Regions from separate parts of the Columba livia genome. Here region 1 is linked to region 2. Evidence: chromatin contacts called from public Hi-C data. All regions are on one chromosome and are shown on one strand. The core of a region is the stretch at or near the end of the contact, and the rest is flanking DNA. Distances in the headings are between cores, read along the strand shown.

Region 1 (2,844 bases), core at 339-2,838, 150 kb before region 2:
CAGAACCACAAACGTGATTCAGAGAAAGGTTTTCAAAATGTCTGCCAAGCTTCTCCACCCTGGGCTGACCATCACCATTAACTACTAACAGACAATAAATGTAAGCTGTTGTAGCACATAATAAGGCCAGGCTGCATTGTCGTAACCACTGCAAACATTAACAAGCTCTTTTTCCTGGGGCCTCAATATTAGCATTCCCCATGATAATTTCAAGGTGATGAAGTGAGACATGCAGGCTGTAATACCAGATATGGGTTGAGTGGTTGAGACAGGCCCATAGAATTGATATAGACTGGTAAGTCTTCTTCAAAATTATGTTAACTGATGGAGAGACCATTACTAGATTGAGTCATTATGACTGGTTAGGAAGTTAAAGCTCAGGGTTGGTTTAAGTTCCAGTTGTAATTTCTTTTTTGGCAGAGAAATTATGTTCCTCTGAGAAACAATCTGCTCCTAAAATGTATTGTTCTATGTTACCTATAGAACACCACAGGTTTACATGATATTATACAGGTAAATAGGAGAAAACGATGGTTCAAATTTGACGTTAAACAGAATACTGAAAGCACGCAATAGTGGTGGAAGCAGGAAGAAGAGATGCATTTTATCAATAATGGGTCAAGAAACTAGGCTGAGTCTAGGACTGGGTCCCACTGGACTTCCTTCTCAGGCCTTATTCCTCTTACAAATTCCTGAACACACCACCACAAATAGCCTCTGATTTGCCCCATGACTGCAGGAGGTTAAACTCACAACACAGGTGACATCCACAAGAAATAGGTCCAGGTGATGGCAGTGCACTGATAACTCCCACACACTTTTACATGTAGCCACTTGCATGAAGTTCATTTAAGGTAGAGAAGCAGAGTACAAATGTGCCATAACCAGACCATGAGGCTTCTGCAGCATCTGCAGTGTGGTTCTCTCAGTGCTAAGCAGCCTGGAAAGAGAAATGTTCAATGCTTGTGGCCTCTGCAGTTATCCTTATGAGCTGGATTTCCAGTTTGGCTCAGTCTCTTGGAGGCCCAATGTAAATGTGGCAAATAGGCGGTTAAGAGCATTCAACTTTAGATCAAAATCCCTAGCTCCACACTGTCTGAATTAGGGCTTTTTCCAGCCTTATAAAGTTTAGTCATTCATTTCATTCAGGACTTGACAGTATGTTAGGGAAGTCAGAAGACAAAGTAAAGGGAGAAGAAGAAAGAAAAGGAGAATAACACCTGTCTCTGCAGCTGGTCAACAGGCAGAGCTTTAATGTGCTGCCTGCTGGGAAACAGGGATGGTCTCATGTTACACTGAGCCTTCAGCAAAGGATGGAGTTTGCAGAAAGGAATCCTGCAACTAGAAGATGTGAGGCTTGGGCTTCAGCCAAAAACAATGAAGAACAGCATTAAATGAAAAGTTCCATAAGTCCAAATGCATTCAATCATTGAACAACACACAGCTTTGTGGTTTGAAAGAATTTAAAAAAAGAAATTTAAATCGTCACTGCAGAGCTACCAGTTGTTTCTGATTTTGAAGAATAATCACTATTTTACCCTTAACTACCTCCAAATGCTTCCCAGAGTGACCATAGTCACCCATAAACAGACCTAATATCTTCATTTAGGAAGAACAGACCAAGCCTGATAAAAGCTGATATGCTACACTGGAAATTGCTTTAGTGCCTGAAGCAGATTTTCATCTTTCACAGACTAAATTTACCCTAGTAAGCAGCACCAGTTTTGCTTTAGGTTACATCCTTAGAAGCTCATTGACTAAAATTGAAAAGTCATTGAAAAAGATTGATACCAAAAGGATAATAGAGAAATATAAATAATGGTATTACAGGAGACGTTTAGAGAGTATAATCTTAAGAACAGCAAAGAAAGGTTGTGGCAGAAAGCCGTAGAATAAAATAAAAAATAAGACTTGAGCTGAAAATCCTAAAGCAGTGAAAGCTGCATAGGTCTACCTCTGAAATGAAACAATGGAACAGCAAGGACAGGACTGCAGAACGTCTCACAAAAATTATGAAAGCACTACAGAACCAGGGAATAAAATCACATATTAGAAGCCAAAATGGTCTCAATAACACTGACTGCTAGAAAGGGATACAGGTATGTACAGGAGCAGATCAGTACTGACCTACATTTTCAGCAGTAACTTCTAACAAAGAAGAGTCTTTTTTCCTAAGGGATCCAAAGCATCTTAAACTCTCCCTCATTTTGGTAGGACATGAGAGGACTGTAACCTTCCCTGGCAAGGAAATGGGTGGGGGACATACCACCCCCAAAACGTTGTTGAGAAGTGAACTATTGGAATGACAATTTCACAATTTCAGGAACCTGACAAAACATTAAGGATTTAAGAAAGAGTTATTTAAAATCCTGTGATTTTTGGAAGGGTACTTATTGGATGAAGTAGAGTTTGATGTGCTAGAGTTTGAAGAATTAGTAAATATTTTAAGATCATATACAGGTAGAGTTTTTATTGGCCCATTCAAGTGAGGAACAGGATTCACATTAACAAGGCTATTTGCTTTATGGGGTTTCTTATTTTATGGCAGACAATAATGATCCTTTGGAATAAAAAAAATCCATAAGCTGTATTTCAGCTCTTTGTTTTCAGGTTCATTGCTAGAGATTCAATGACCTAAGATCCCTTTAATCTTTGGTTTTATGATTCTATTAAACAAATGATAAATAAAAATTTCCTCTAGACACATAGGGTGGGGGGTGGAAATCACCAAAATACTGGAAAAGGATCCAGGTTTTCAGTCAGTTGAAACCACCCTAATTGGCTGGCATGTTTTTCTGCACTTATTACAGTGAATGCTGCCATCTGTTTCTTACTTCAAAAGAA
Region 2 (2,700 bases), core at 152-2,651:
CCAAAATACTATGGCCCAGTTCAATTCCTGGACCACCAGTTGGCCATCCCAGATATGAAGCATCAGACTCTTATATCCTGTCCTCCATCTAGGACTCACTGACCTCACCCTCCACAAACTCTGTCAGCCCAAGGCTAACAGGTGCTTTCTGTACATTGAGATTTGTCCTGTCACAGCTACACCAAGGACTACCCTGCAGCAGTGAATCTGGGCTATTAGTCAGTGTAAACACAGCCTTGATAGGGTTGTCCCAATTTACATAAGGACATCAAGCCATTCTCCCTAAGTCAGTGATATTTTAGCATTTCAGCAAGTGCTGGATTTTAAGAGCCAGGATCCTGCAAGGTTTCAAGCAGTCTCAGAACTTCCCTGAGCTGTGAAGGGGCATTCCCAGCACCTGGCTGGCTCCATTACAAATGATGTGGTTGTATGTGTACAGGGAGGGAGAGACTTGCCAAGCTTCCCCTGTGTTCACTTTTACTGCTGCCATGCCCCAGGTAATGCAAATGCCATGTAATTTGAGCATTTCTGTCCTTATTAGTTTATGTTCCCTATGATTTCCTTTGCATAGCTGACATCTTGGGTAGCCTGAGGCCTGCTTCATGTGCAGACTTTATACCCATATAACTAACAACGCAAGGTGAGTGGCTTTTCTATTTCAAAGCAATTCATTCAACACTGCCTCTCAGGCAGACCCAGCTATGAGGGTGCCTTGCAGTACTGCAAAGCATTCCTCCTCCCACAGAGACAAACCATGCCACCATCCTCACAGGCCTGCAGCGTGTGTGCTGGGGGTTCGCAGCCCCCGCCAGCTGAGCACTTGCCTGAAAAAAAGAGCCACAGTTCTGTTGATAAATACTTTTGAACTACACATTCATAACCTCGGCATCAAAATGTGGCTGTGACATTTCCTTTTGTTTGCCAGGATAAATCCCTTTGTGCCTTGAGGGGTGGGAGAAACAGCATTCAAAAGCTGCTTCCTCTGATCCGGCCAGGCCCGCCAAGTGTGGCCCTCAGCCCCGCCACTGCCCCAGGCCAGGCAGGGTCCCCACAGCCCCGGCTCAGCTCGCCGGAGGCACGCACCCGCCGGAACGGGAAGGCCCTCATTGCACTCAATTGTTTTCCTGAATGCCTTTATGAACAACAGCGAAAGGAAATATTACAGCCTGGCCGGCGGCCAGGGGCCTGCTTGGTGCTGCAGCGCGGGGCTGGGAGCAGCCAAGGCAAACACGCTCCCAGCACTGCCGCAATTTTCGCCTGTGTTTCAAATTAACCGCTGCTCTCCAGCCCCGGTTTCCAGACCAGGGGATCGTGGCCCTTTTGTTTCTAACATGGCCAGTTAGTTACAGCACTGCTGCCAGCTCACCTTGGCCATCCAGGCACCCACCGCTGGGCCTCCACGCTGGGCTAGCCCCAAGCCCCACTGCCCCCTTGGGCCCCACTGCTGGATGGGCAGGCAGAGCACAGCAGCCAGCTGGGGCAGGGGGCAGCTGGGGGAAACCATGTGCCCCTCAGAGCTACATGCAGTTTCACTTTGAATAAAGGCCCTTCTGCAGCTTGGGAGGTAGAAAAATAAAAGTAGGTTCCCTCCCGTAAGTGCAGTGGGGCTGTGGGAGGGAGCACCCCAGGACACAGCCAGCCATGCCTGTGGAGCCACCATGAACCCCGCCACCCAGCCCCAGCAGGACCAGGTCCTGGGAGAGCCCGGCAGCAAGTCTGGACTCCTGCGGTAGCCAATGGCTCTTAGTGACAGGGGGAGAGGAGGATGAGGGCAAGTTATAGTTCTCACCCTTGCCTGGGCTGCCTCTACCTGCTCATCCCCTGCCTCACCCTTTCAGGGAGATATAAAGAGTATGGCTCCAGGGTGCCCCGTTCGACCCCCAAAACAGCCATGTCCTGGTCACCAGCCAGCTGCCCATGGAGCAAAGCTGGGCTAGGATTTCACCTTTTGAGATAGGCACAGTGGGAGCGCATGTGAAAGCAGTTAACTGTGCAGCTATTTGGTCACAGGAATTTACGTGCTCAGCTGCCGAAACAGAAGGTTGTGTGGTGAACAGGAGATGTTTAATAGATTTGTAGCAATGGGTGGTGGGGCTTTTAAATGTGGCAGTCTCTTCAGCTCCAGAATGAGAAGCACAGTGAGTTCATATCTCTAAACCCATTAACTTCAGAGCAAGGGCAATAGGGTAAAATCTGGCATGGGGCAGAGGCAGAACCAGCCATGCTTTACTCTTAAATCCAGTCATCAGTGGGATCAGAGTGGCACACAGGACGGCAGCTCACACGCTACCAGGAGATCGTTCCTCCCATCGTTTTCCAAACTCCACAGGCAAAGTTTGGGAATCACTATTTTACAAGCCTCGATAACATCCAAGAAATCTTCCAAGCACTACTAGCAACATGTTTTGAGTTTGCAAGAGGCTCTGTCACAGAGAGAGCTCTCTAAAAAATAAAAATTAAGGGGATCAAGATAAGAAAATAAATACTGCTGACCTAGCATTCCATTCCCAGGGTGAAACTCAGGCAAATCAAGCATTTCCTACAGCTCTTTGCAAACATTGCTTCTTTGGAGGCGGGATGAATGGAGCAGTGGACTGGGACTCAGGACACCTGGACTTCATTCCCAGCTGTGCCACTTATCTGCTGAGTAACCTTGGGATATCACTGTAACATGACACTGAAGTCCTCAAAATCTATGAA

What was found. Hi-C and Micro-C count contacts between places; a contact is called where the count stands out from the background.
Region 1: a contact with region 2 is called in a Hi-C map of crop, with 1.7 times the contacts expected there. The contact joins two enhancer-like sites. A contact is called at or near these places in 2 of 2 Hi-C or Micro-C datasets (crop and liver).

Annotation. Positions count from the first base shown.
Region 1 is chr9:17,460,240-17,463,083 of bColLiv1.pat.W.v2, reverse strand. All of the region lies in intron 3 of IRS1 (insulin receptor substrate 1), which reads right to left. Among named protein-coding and RNA genes, the nearest start is that of IRS1, 250 kb to the right of the region's middle. Within about 2 kb of position 1,588, at least 2 of the 3 cell types and tissues checked have an H3K27ac peak away from gene starts, as active enhancers do.
Region 2 is chr9:17,310,777-17,313,476 of bColLiv1.pat.W.v2, reverse strand. All of the region lies in intron 2 of IRS1 (insulin receptor substrate 1), which reads right to left. Among named protein-coding and RNA genes, the nearest start is that of IRS1, 100 kb to the right of the region's middle. Within about 2 kb of position 1,401, at least 3 of the 3 cell types and tissues checked have an H3K27ac peak away from gene starts, as active enhancers do.